2 separate regions of the Ovis aries genome follow, and region 1 is linked to region 2. The links are chromatin contacts, called in public Hi-C maps. All regions are on one chromosome and are shown on one strand. Each heading gives the region's core, a stretch centred on a gene start, on an enhancer-like site or on the middle of the called end of the contact. The rest is flanking DNA. Distances are from core to core; before and after follow the strand shown. Region 1 overlaps RAB31 (RAB31, member RAS oncogene family). Region 2 holds the start of PPP4R1 (protein phosphatase 4 regulatory subunit 1).

Region 1 (6,459 bases), core at 1,271-3,770, 110 kb before region 2:
GAACTTACCCAATGGTCGGGCTGATGTTGTGGTCAAAGTGATCCTGGACGAATCGACACACGATGCTGGACTTCCCCACGCCAGTGTCCTGGAAGAGGACGAGAACAGAGCCATGAAGACAAAGGGGGCGGATTCTGACCCAGCATAAACAGAACCCAGCACAGGGGAGCTTACTTCCGGCTGGGGGGAAGTGGGATATTTCCTTCTATTTCATACCAGAAATTTTGACAATGAAGTCATATTGCCTTCATAAAAGAAGTATGCTAAAAGTAAGTTTCAGAAACATGTGCCATCTATACACAATAATTAACCTAGAACTGGCATGTCCCAATACATTTACTTCCAGAAATTTGGAAATTTGGGGAGGGATCTAAGAAGCACAGCAACAATATCACTTTGTTTTGGTAGAAACTGATTTTATTCAAACCTTTAGCACTCTAAGAAGGCATAACCTATTTTTCTAGGTATCATCCTGTAAGAACGATAAATTCTAATTATTGCATGTTTATCATTTTCTCTCTAGAATCTGATGGCTGCATAAGAACCTCCAGTTTTGCTCAATTGTACAGCTCTTTCTCTGTTAAATAATTCTATAAAGCTGTTAGGAAGGCGGTCCACTCACAGACTGGAAAGACACATGCATTTTTCTCTGTGTGTGCATGCTAAGTTGCTTAGTCGTGTCTGACTCTTTGCAACCTGACTGTAGCCGGCCAGGCTCATCTGTCCACGGGATTCTCCAGGCAAGAACACTGGAGTGGTTGCTATTTCCTCCTCCAAGGGATCGTCCAGACTCAGGAAGCGAGCCCGCCTCTCTTAGTCTCCTGCATTGGCAGGCGGGTTCTTCACCACTAGTGCCACCTGGGAACTCCCAAATGCATTTTTCTCCAGTCCTTTCCAAATCCCTTGTCAAATGGTTTAAGGAATTAAAAAGAAAAAACAAAACATTCACAAGGTCATAGAGATGGGAGAAGAGACAACCATCAGACAAGTGAGGACAGAGAGGAACAGCTGGGGGAGGGAAGGTGGGGTCACTGTTAAAGAGGGAGCCGGAGCCTAAGGGCCTGCAGCGGGGAGAGCGAGTCAGTCCCACCCATGTTCCCTGCAGGTACCAAGAGCTGGAGGCAGTGCTGGAATCAGAATATCGGAATCAGAGGCAGGAGGATGCTGGAGGCTGACTCCAGAACACCTGTGTCACATACAGGCTGGCCCACGACCCTGCACACAGCTCGGGTTGGGGCGGGGGGAGCTACGTACCCCACCCTGCCCCACCCTGTGCGAGCCCAGATGGAAGGGGTCAGAGGCTTTGTGTCTTTGTGTCTCCCCGCTTGCAGACCCAGCTATGAGTCCCCCAACTAGAGGCCACGTGTGCCCCCACCCACCAGCCCCTGTGCAAACAGAGCTTTGGGGAGGCATTTTATTTTTTTAAACATTCTCCTTTTATTTATTTTTTTCTTTTGGCCAAGCCATGCAGCATGCCGGGGTTTTAGTTCCCTGACCAGGGATCAAACCCGTGCCCCCTGCATTGGAAGCGTGAACCCCTAACCACTGGACCAGCAGGGAAGTCCCTGGGGATGCATTTTAATCTTTAAAAAAGAAATACTCATCTAAGAAATACCGGAGATTTACACCCACAGAAAAGTAGAGGATGCATTTTTAGAAGATCATTCAGAAAGTAAGACGGACCCTCAGAAACTAAAAACATGATGACAAAAATGGAAATTTCAAAGGAAGAGTTGGCAAGGTAAAGTCCAGAGATTGCCCAGAAAGCAGGACAAGGAGAACAAAGCTCCTGCCCCCGCTGCCCTTTGAGAGTGGCCGCACGGCAAGGAGATCCAGGGCACGTATCTGCTCTGGGAGGACTGTGGAGATTCAAGACAGAGAAGTGAGCGGGGAAAGAGACACACCTAGCCCAAGAAGGAAAAGACAGTGATGAGCTTCTCTTCAAAGCTTCACGTTAAAAGCCCACAGATCAAGGAGAAAATGCTGAAACTCAGAGAAAGGTGTTTTTCTCCAGACACTGAAACATGAAATCAGATTTGAAACACCATCAGCATCTGAGTCATGGGAGTGCCCTCTCGCTCCCGCATTCAAGGGACAATCCTAGCAAACCCGGGGCGGGAGGGCCTCGGGCTTGGGATCCTCATCAGAAGGTCACTGTCCAGAAGGTGTCATCTCCCAGAGCACGTGGCCTGCATTGGCTCTGAGCCCCCAGAAAAAGCCGCACCAGACGCTGCATCTTTGCAGCCCTGAGTCGATGTGCAGAGTTCAAAGAGGTGACGACAGAAAGGAAACACCAGCTCCTCAGACTCCAGATCAATGCGACTGCTATTTCCAGCTGCATCCCCAGGAAGGACTCCAGCTAACGCTTCTCAGTGTCCCCAGACCACAGCCCCGTCCTTGCCATCTCAGCTGAGCTTAAAGTCCCTGTGAAAGAGCAGACCCCTACCACCCTGCAGTCCTCACAGTCCCAGCGACTCTGGACAGGGAGAACTGGGCTGCACCCAGGCCTCCCCCGTACCCAGCTGGGACAATGGCCCCTTGATAGCCTCCCCCCCAGCAGCAGAGCCCTTCCTCTAAGGGAGCGGCTGGCATCCAGGGCTCTGGCCCGAGGGGGCATTCTCATGGGCAGGACTCTGCTCCAGGGGGCACGTTTCGGAGCCCATTTACTTGCTCTGCCCAAGGGTTTCAGCTGCCAAGAGCTGACTCATTAGAAAAGACCCTGATGCTGGGAAAGATTGAAGGCAGGAGAAGGGGACATCACCAACTCAATGGACATGAGTTTGAGCAAACTCCGGGAGATGGTGAAGGACAGGGAAGCCTGGAGTGCTGCAGTCCATGGAATCCCAAAGAGTTGGACACGACTGAGTGACTGAATGACGACAAAGTCATCTTGTGGGGTCAGAGGCTTTGTGACAACTTGGGGATGGCCTGCTCCCAGGCCTGCCATTCCCCCGTCGGCCACCAGGGGAAGGCCCTGCCCACGGATGGCAGACGATGGCAGAGCAGGATGCAGGGCAGTCGTCATGAATCACTGAGCTGGGTGACTTCCTTTTCCTGCAGGACCTCTTTCAGACAGTCACACACACACATACACACAGAGGCAGGAGGAAAACGCCCCAGATCATGCCTGTCCCACAGGAAATTGCAAAGCTCTGAAGCAGCAACTCCTGGGTGGATAAAGGCATCAGAGGAACAAGAGGAGGGCCGGGAGGCACAGGCTGCTCACCCCTTCTCCTCGGCCCCGTGACTTCCGGGGGACTCGACGCCCTTGGAAGGAAGCTGGCTCCACTTCCTGAAATGACAGGACGTTGTTACAGCCCATCCAGCCCCGAGTCTGCAGGAAAGGAGGCTGCGTGGCTTCCCCGAGGTCACACAGCAGGTTGGAGGGTCAGAGAACAGTTTTCCGAGTCCCATGAAAACCCTACAGGCTCTCACCAGGTAAATCAACTCCCCGACAGATGTAAATGTCTTCTTAAAAGAAGTCCACTTCTTGGACCCATGAGGGCCTTTACTACTGCTTTCCAGGTTCACCAACCATAAGAGAGTCATTCGCCCTAAAGATACATCTGCTAGGTCTTGCCCGAATGGGAGGAGGACGTACTGTCAGCTACCAAGGAGGCATCACATAAAACCAATTCTTTTCTTTTTTTAATTGAACGTAGTTGATTTAAAATGTCGTTCATCGTTAGTCTCAGGTGTACAGCACAGTCACTCAGTCACACACACACACGTACATCTGTATCTATATCTGTTCTTGGTCAGAGTCTTTTCCCTAATAGGTTGTGCTGCGTTTTGTGCTAACCTGCTTAGTTGTGTCTGGCTCTGTGAGACCCCATGGACTGTAGCCAGCCAGGCTCCTCTGTCCGTGGGATTCTCCAGGCAAGAATACTGGAGTGGGTTGCCATGCCCTCTTCTGGGGGATTTTCCCAACCCAGGGATCGAATCAGGGTCTCTTACTTTTCCTGCATTGGCAGGCAGGTTCTTTATAACTAGCGCCACCTGGGAAGCCCCTAGGTCACTTACACATCAGACCTAAACTTTCAAAGGAATCAGACAGGGTGTCACAGCCAGGGGGACCAAAACTGCACAGGCTACCCTAAGAAGTCAACAGGACGGCTGATGGCTGGGCTCCAAACTTTTAAAACTCAGGCATGCATCTTTCTGCTGACATAATGCTCTAAATAAATCACGATTCTTTCCCAAGCTTGGGCCTGTGCTATAGCTCTCTACAATGAAGACCCCAACATCCATTTATAGTATTATTTCCATAGGAAACTTTATTCTACTTTCAAACTTGGGATTTCAGCCAGTACCAACCAGACTCTCAGGCCTACAGTCCAAGCAGAATACCCCAGGAGTGAAGAGATCTTTGGGGAACATTTGATGTTCAGTTGCTAAGTCATGTCCGACTCTTTGCAATCCCATGGACTGCAGCACGCCAGGCTTCCCTGTCCTTCACTATCTCCCAGAGTTTGCTCAAATTCATGTCCATTGAGCTGGTGATGTTATTCAACCATCTCACCCTCTGTTGCCCACCCTGGGGGACTCCTGCATTTGGACTCCAGGCATATTGCCAACAATCCCAACCCTTCTTCGGAACAGAAGTGGACTAAACATTCACAGCGATGATGACAAAAGCTGAGCTCATAAAAGCTCCCGGCACCCAGCCAGGCATTTTCTACGGAGAAGTGTCCACTATCATCTCCTGAAGCTTTGTTTCTGCTGTCATCTCTCTTCTCTCCTTCTGTGACTCCAGCTGTGTTTGTATTATACTTTTTCACCGTACCATGTACTTCTTTATCTTCTTTTCTTTATTTTCCATCTTTTATTTGTCTGAGTTTCGGTTTGGAATTATTCTGACCTATCTTCTAGTTCTTTTTAAAGATGTATTGAACATGATGATAAACCCATTTATTGAATTTCTGATATCAGTTATTGCATTATTTCACCATAATATTTTCACAGTACAGTTTTCGATGGCATGCCAAAGTCTGAAACCATGACTTTTATTTCCTTGAACATAATAAACATGCATATATTATTTTTTTAATATTTATTTTATTTATGTATTTGGTTGTGCTGGGACTCAGTTGCAGCACACTGGATTTTCGTGGCATCATCCAGGATCTTGTAGTTTAAAGTACATTATCTAGATTCTAGTTCAGTTTCTATTGTTTGTGGAAAAGTTTTCAGTCGAATTGCCCTGTCTCCTCCTATCACTGGTCAAGTCTGAGTCCTGGAAGCATCACCCAAGGACAGGGAATTAGAGTAGCCTGTCCAGGGATATGGGTCTCCAAGCACAAGACACACCCCAGGTGTTGAAACACCATCTCTGACTCTGAGTTGGTGTTTAAAAAGAACAGGTGGCCTCGATTCTGGGATGTCATCCACCCCCCAAAAAACTGTTCCTAGTAAGAAAATATTTATGCTGATTTTAAATGCCATCCCATCCTACTGCCTACATTTACCTGCCTCTCGTTCCGGCACTGGCGGATATAGTGGATTAAAGAGTCTAGCATTCCATCGATCATCGAGTGCTCTGGCCCCAGAGCAGGTGGTGGCCTCTCCATCCTGCAGGTGGCAAAGGCATGTTCTAGGAGTTCTAGGGAAACTGAAGTCAAGTATTCGGCATGGGAAAAGGTGATCACCAGGGGCTCCATCTCTCTACCAGCCCGGCCTCCCTCTGCCTCACTCCTCCGACAAGTTAAAGAAGGAAAAGAACAAGGAAGATGCTTCTTAAAAGGGGAAGAACGGCGAGTCCCATCACCCTCCACTTCCGACATAGCAGCCCCGCTGCTTCTTGGCTTTTTCAGAGAGCCCTTTGTCCCGACGCAGAGACTGTACAGCCAAGCAGACATTTCCGTGTGTCTGCGTCTTACAAAGTGTGACCTTAACTGTTTAAAAATTTTTCTAATCTTGTGTTTTACTTAATCTCACTTCCTGCCAGAGGAACCACCGCCTCTTCTGTCACCTTTCTTTCTGCTCAAGCAGCGCACGTGTGGGGTGGCGACTGGGCAAGCCAGGTTCTCCGGACAAGCCAGGTTCTCCAGACAAATGGCACAGACACGAGCCCCCTGTTCCCAGCGGGGAACCCACCAGCCTGCACAGGCTCCCTGTACCGACGCAGGATTTTATTGTTCTATAATGTTCTTACGAAACACCAATATTCACTCCTCCCAAGTTCCAGGTCTAGCAAATAAGGACAAAGAATGATCATAATTGCAGCTTTTAATGTGGTTCCCAGTGACTCCTGACACCTGGTATTTGGTCCCCTGTGTGTAGGCTAGGGAGTTTCCCAGGTAGCACAGCAGTAAAGACCCTACCTGCCATTACAGGAGTCGTAAGAGACGCCGGTTCGATCCCTGGGTCAGGAAGAGTCCCTGGAGGAGGGCATGGCAACCCACTTCAGTATTCTTGCCTGGAGAATCCCATGGACAGAGGAGCCTGGTGGGTTACAGC
Region 2 (6,670 bases), core at 1,235-3,734:
AGCTCGGCATCCACCGTCTACACTGTAAGTGCAGTTGGGGTAAGGCCATAGCACAACAATGACTGTTCTTTAAATGTCATTTACTATGAGGAGGAAGCACAGCACCCTTTACAAATACTGGCGTAAAAACCATTTATTGTATCTTTGAGCAAGGACTAGAGAGTGACAGAATAATCACATGTAAAAAACGTGCTTGTGCTGAACCATGAATAAAAATGTCCTCACTGAAATGTCTAAACACTGAGCTGCCTCCAGGGACCTGCCCTAAAGTGGGATGCAGGTAAGATGATAATCAAATGCACAGCTCCTGAACAATATGGATACAATTACACAGCCCCTCCTCCTTGGCTGCCTTCCCAGAGAAAGTGAGATAAAATTCACTGTGCAGCCTTGCTTACCCAAGGCAGAGTCTCAGTCGACCTATATATCCCAGGCTAGCATTTGGTTGTTGTTCACTTGCTCAGTCGTGTCCGACTCTTTGCTGACATGAACTGCAGCATGCCAGGCTCCTCTGTCCTTCTCTCTCTCTCTCTCTCTCTCTCTCTCTCTCTCTCTCCGAGTTTGCTCAAACTCATGTCCATTGAGTCAGTGATGCCATCCAACCATCTCATCCTCTGTCACCCCTTCTCCTCCTGCCCTCAATCTTTCCCAGCATCAGGGTGTCTTCCAATGAGTTGGCTCTTCACATCAGGTGGCCAAAGTATTTGTAACATAACATCTGTTTTATCACCATCACTGAGTCTTACTCTACTGGGTGGATCGCCCAGATGGTCCCCTTCACCTCCACGTGTGTCTGGGGGCCAAAGCCTAGCTGGCACTGTAGAGTCTGTGCTGCTGCAGGGAGACCCCAAGCTAGTGGAAAGACCCCAGTGCCCTGCCCTCCCCTTTCCACCCAGGATTACTGAAGTGGTAGCATTTAGCAGGGCAAAGCTCTCATAGACTGAGTCAAATGACAGTTGTGAATTTCTAGCTCCTTGTCATTTTGAGAGTATCAGCTGAATTTACATAATAGTGTCCTGCAAGGAAGGAGAGAACTAGATGGTGGCCATTTGGCTTTTAGTTTTAATTATTTTGTTAAACTAGACAGACACTAGAAAACTAGACACTAGAGTTAGAGATGCTATTCCAGTTTTTCTTGCTCTAGCAAAATATTAATAATACATACTATGGAATGCATGTTTCCCCAGTGGCTCAGACGGTAAAGAACCCGCCTGCAATGCAGGAGACCTGGGTTCCATCCCTGGGTTGGGAAGATCCCCTGGAGAAGGGAAGGAGCAACCCACTCCAGTATTCTGGCCTGGAGATTTCCATGGACAGAGGACCCTGGCAGGCTACAGTCCATGGGGTTGCAAAGACTCGGGTCAGGACTGAGCGACTTTGACTTCTCTTCTTGAAATCCATATTGCAACCTGTAACATCTGAGAGAGAAGTATTTTAAATAGCTACGTGGGACCCATTTTATTATCCAGAATTACGTATTTCAGAGGCTTTCTTTCACGGCATTAAATGTAATATAATGTCCTTGGTTAAGATCATCGTGCAGACCATTCGGAATTCCGTCTCCTCCCCCAAGGCCAGACCCCCAACGTGGCGTCATTTACACACGTCCCTGTGTAACGGTCATTCAGGGCATGACCATCCTGGAGGCCTTGGGGGACCGGTAGGTAGGCTTGAGTCCTGGACAGAGGCCAGTGGGCAGTGGGGCAGGGAACTGGAGCTGAGGCCCCCTCCATACTGGGCGGTTGCGTGCATCCCTGAGCACTTATGGAAAGACGGAAGTAACAGAACGCGTGCTGCAAATTTCAGCCGAGCGCCTCGAGTGCTACGACAATTATTTAAATTATTTACAGACAAAAGCTAAGGCGAGGCGCTGTTCCCCAGCACCTGCGGGACGCCCAGTACTCGGTGCTCGGCTCCTGTCGTTCTTCCTTAATCCCAACGACCCCGGGGGCGAGGTTCGTTGGTACTCCTGCAACCGGGGCGCACGCCCACCGCCGGGCCGGAGCCAGCGCGGGAGCCGGGCCGTCCCCGCGGCTTTGTTCGCCGCACCCGGCGGCCGGCGCGGAGGCGGCGCTTCACGCCCGGAGGTGGCCCCGGCGCGCGGCCGAGCAGACGGGCGGGCAGGTGCCGGGACCGGGGCCCGCGGGCCGACGGGCGGCGCCAGTGACCCAACAAAGCGCGCGGGCGGCCCCGCCCGGCTAAGCCCGGCACACGGCGCGGAGCCCCGGCGGCGGCGGCGGCGGCGGCGGCGGCAGCAGCAGCAGCGCCTCGGACTCGGCGCACCGAGGGGCCGGCCGAGCCGAGAGCGCGCCGGAGGGCGGAGCGAGCGAGGCGGCAGGCGGAGCGGCTCGCAGGCGGGCGGGGCGGGCCGGGTCCGCCCGGCGTCCGGAGCCGCCCCCGGCCCGCCGCCCTCGGCCCGCCCCGCGCGTCCCCGCGGCGCCGCCCCCCGCGCGCGTCCACCGGCCGCCGCGCGCGCCGCCCCTGGAGCCCCGGGTCCCCGGGCGACGGCGGAGGAGGGGGCGCCGCAAGATGGCGGGTACGGGCCCCGCGGCGGGCGGCGGGCGGGGACGCGAGGGCGCGGGGCGGCGGGCGGCGGGCTCACGGCCTTTCTTGTCTCCCTCGGCGCAGACCTGTCGCTGCTGCAGGAGGACCTGCCGGAGGACGCGGACGGATGTGAGTGCGAGCCGGGCGGGCGGGAGGCAGGGCGCGGGCGGCGGGGAGCCCAGGCCTCGGCGGCTCGGGGCGGCCGTTCGGGCGGAGCCGCGGCGGCGGAAGCGGGAGCGCGGCGGCTGGTCGGCGGGGCCGGGGCCGCGGCAGGCAGGGCTCGGGGCGCCGCCCGCCGCCCAGAGCCCCGCCGAGGCCGCCGGCCCGGGTCCGGCGTCCGGGCTGAGGGGTCCTGGGGGCCCGGGTCCGCGGAGGCGGAAGGGGCGGCCCCGGCGGGACGGGCCCGCAAGCATCTACCGCCTTTCTTCGGCGCAAAGGCTGGCGGCTTGGCCGGGCCTTCCCGCGCCTCCACGCTTGGCTTCCTGGGGACCGTGAAGTTTCCGAGTGGAGGAGTCTTGTGCTTCAGGAAAAACAAAAAGTTTGACATTGTTCCCGGAGGAGCGTCGGGAAGGAGGCGTCCCGCTCGCGTGCTCTGCTCCGGGGTCGGAAGGGAGCTGGGAGGCGGCTCCAGCGGGGGCGGCTTACGGGGACGTGGGGGCTCCGGGAACAGTGAGGTGGTGCGGGCCGCCTCGGGGGTCCCCCGGGGGCTGTACCTGGGCGTCCCTCCTGTAGGTGCCGGGAGCTGATCCCTAGCGTTGTCTAACGTGGTTTCCTTGCCCAAATTAAGCTCAGTTTTTAAATTACGGGGTATTTTGAGTGACGTGAGGGAAACTGACTCTTTATAAGGAGCTTTTAGGAAAAAACATTTCTAAAGTGAATGAACCATACGTAAACTCGTGTTTGGTGCAGTCTGGGTTTACGGTTTTTTTCTTCTTCTTCAGTAAAAAGGCTCTCTGAAGGCAGCAGTGCTCATGTAGTGAAGGCCGGCTCTCCCATCTCCGTTCGTGCTGTCCACTAGGACGCGCGCACCTGCTAAGTTTCAGGTGTCGGTTACCGCAGCTCTGGGGCTCCTGCAGGGTTAGCGTTGGAGAGGTTCGGAGAGTTGACTAAGGACTGTCCCTATGCGGGGCCTTCTCAGGCGTGTGTTTAGGCCCAAGGCTTTTTCTCGGTGGAAGACGCCCCTCTGCAGCAGGTGTCGAGGACTGTCTCATTCATTTACTGTCACTTGGGTGCCCTGGATAATCAAAGCCTAAGAGATGAGCTGCAGTTTTCTCCTTCATCCTTAAGGAGCACAGTCTGAAAGGGGCAGCCCACCGGTGTGGAACTTGGCCTGATTTTCTCAGGACTGTCCAGACTGCTGAGGGGAGAGCAGCAGAGGCGGTCACGCTCTGTGCCCTTCTAGCGGTTCCCAAGTAGCTTTGATGATGTAAGTGTGACAGTGAGGTGTCCGGGCATCCCAGTACAGTGTTGGACAGACCGGGCTTAGGAGCAGGACTGCTTAGTTCCAGCCTTGGCGTCCTCAGTTTGAGCAGACTGCAACTCACTTGAACTTCTCAGTGCCAAATGTAGTCATTTATAAATAGGTGTAATTAACGTTAGCTGCCTTAGAGAGCTGTTAGAGCTTTTCGTAAATTAATTCACACAAAACACTTAGAATAATACCTGGTAAATAGTGACTACAATTTTTGTTGGTGTTATAAGGGAAGCTGGAAAGAAAGTGCAGGGAGGGGATACTGATGTTGAACATCACGCCACAAAATTTACATATTTACAGGTGCTGCTAGTGCTCTTAACTTTTTTAAGATCCTGTTTGTTCCCTCCGTGTGTGTTTTATTGAAGTACAGTTGATTTACTGTTGAGTGCTGTCGAGTGTATTTCAATTTAGGATAAAATGTTCAACCTTAGAAGGTACAGGTAGCTTATTTGCATATTTATAGTTTGGTGGAAGTCTTTGTTGGAATAATTGCTTATTTTTCTTAGTGGCTGCAGTTTCTACATGTGATGGCTTTACCCAGAATATTCAGGAACAAGCCATCTTGGAACCTACCTACGGCCAGTTAAAGGACCCCTCACGGCCTGTTGTGAAGGGGGTGGGTGAGAGGGGAAGCTAGCCATGGGGCCTTGGCCAGGGTGAGATGGCTGGGGAGGAAATGGAGAGGCTGGGCATGTCCTGGACAAGGGAGTGGACCAGAGATGTTGGGGTGGAGGAGGTGGGGGTTGGGCTGCCTGCACGGCTGGACTATGTCTCCGAGCCAGGTCTTCTGCCTGGGGCAATGCTGGCGGAGGCTATCTCGGGGCTTGCCCCTTCAGCTACACCAAGGGTTGAGTCAGCTGCTTGAGCTCCAGATTCTTGGTGGCCTTTCCTAATTGCAGGTCCTAGACTTAAGACAAAAGAGAGTCAGTGCTGTTGTACAAGTAATGAGCAGCTGGGGAGCCCGGGGGAGGCCCCAGGTGAGATCCAGATCTTGAAAAGGGGCCATCACCAGATCCTGAAATGAGAGTCTCAGGTCATTCATTGATTAGTTTCATTTTAAGCCTCTAGTCTCTATGTAGAATCAGTAGAAACGTGAGTAGAACAGGAAAGGGTTGGTCAGAGATGGACTTGACTGATACTCTTGGAGGAAAAAAACCCCTAATGTGTGAAAAATGGTACCTTGTATGTACACCTCAAAGGATCATAGAGAAGAGAGAGAAGTGGAGTCTATTAGTTGTGTCTGACTCTTTGCAACCCCATGAACTCTGGCCGGCCAGGCTTCTCTCTGTCCGTGGTATTTTCCAGGCAAGAATACTGGAGTGGGTTGCCAGTTTTTTCTCCAGGGGATGTTCCCAAACCAGGGATCGAACCCTGGTCTCCTGCATTGCAGGCAGACTCCTTATCAGGACATCTTTGTACGATACTATTAAGTTTAGGAGACTAGCCCATTGAAAAATTCAGTTTGCTTAAAAGTGATATTTCCAGTACTTAACCGCTGATGAGAGGCACTTTGAATTTCAAAGAGAAAGCAGAGCGACTTCCAAGCTAGGGAACCCTTTGTGTTCCCGGGATGATGGGTTCCAGTGTGGAGTTCCAGATAGACTCTCGGAGGAGGAGATTTTAAATTTCTGTCATCAGTTCTTCACAGACACAATTCTGGTGTACAGTTAAGTTGCTGGATTTCTAGGGTAGGTAAGATGGGACTTCAGATACAGTAGGATTTGATGAGTTAGTGTTTGTAAAAATAATTTCACTGAAGGAGTTTCATTAAAGTTTAAATTTTGGTTCAAGTAATAATGTTGAAGAATATTATTCTAAGAGAAAGATGACATCAGGCTAGTGGTTTCCAGTTGCTCTCGTACGTGAGTTCTTCCTAGAATCGATGGGATCTGTAGACTCTGGTGTTCTGATAATAATAAATATATTAACTGATATGCATAGAGACCAAATGATTCTCTCAGGGGACAAAACTCCTCTAAGTACCAGCCAGAATTTAAGCCAAACCTCCTGATTCTAATATTTAGAGTATTTTTATATTAAAGACCATTTTTCCTTTAGATTCCTGAGTTTGCACCATCGAGCAGCCCCAGCTAGTGTAGGCAGTTTGTTTGAACCTGTACTTAGAATAATACCCTTGAAGGTGCATGTAGCATGCTGCCTAAGGTTTAATTTAACCTGGTAGGGAGGGGTGATTCGAATGAGGCTCGTGGGTAATACAGCTAATCTAGTCTTCATGTTAATTTCTCTCAGCTGTGACTAGCGTGCCTCGGACGGGCCTTGGAGCTGTGTTCTGGAATATGGCATAGCATGACTTTTTCCTGTTAAAGTTTTGGAATCCTGTTGCCCAGTGCTGTTTTTCTGGTTTGAAGCAGTTAGTGATAGAACCAGGACTGATGGGGTGTAACTACCCCGCCTCACTCCTTTCGGAGCCTCTGTGCCCACGGCTACTTAGGGAGACTGGGATTGATAAGCTTCTTGGGAGTCACATTGCCTGGGAAGGTTCAGAGTGTGTGTCCCCAGGTGGCCAGTCAGTGGGTCGCAAACCCCGAGGAAGGCGTCCTTGAAAACCATGTTTAGAAGAGTTTTTAAATGGAGATTTGGGAGAGTGAGTCAAGAGACTGGTAGCATGTTTCGACTGCTACCAACAAGACT

Evidence for each region. A called contact is a pair of places that touch in the nucleus more often than the background predicts.
Region 1: a Hi-C map of tail adipose tissue shows a contact between it and region 2, with 2.5 times the contacts expected there. The contact joins the enhancer-like site here to the promoter of PPP4R1 in region 2. A contact is called at or near these places in 4 of 16 Hi-C or Micro-C datasets (blood, hypothalamus and tail adipose tissue).

The regions. Positions count from the first base shown.
Region 1 is chr23:42,326,717-42,333,175 of ARS-UI_Ramb_v3.0, reverse strand. RAB31 (RAB31, member RAS oncogene family) reads right to left here. Exons shown (of 7, transcript XM_015103657.3): 2 at 9-88. Among named protein-coding and RNA genes, the nearest start is that of RAB31, 27 kb to the right of the region's middle. Within about 2 kb of position 2,520, at least 27 of the 54 cell types and tissues checked have an H3K27ac peak or open chromatin away from gene starts, as enhancers often do. A contact at or near this core is called in hypothalamus and tail adipose tissue, where this site is marked.
Region 2 is chr23:42,221,069-42,227,738 of ARS-UI_Ramb_v3.0, reverse strand. It overlaps PPP4R1 (protein phosphatase 4 regulatory subunit 1), which reads left to right and starts at 2,484. Exons shown (of 20, transcript XM_060405240.1): 1 at 2,484-2,536; 2 at 2,629-2,673. The coding sequence starts at 2,530.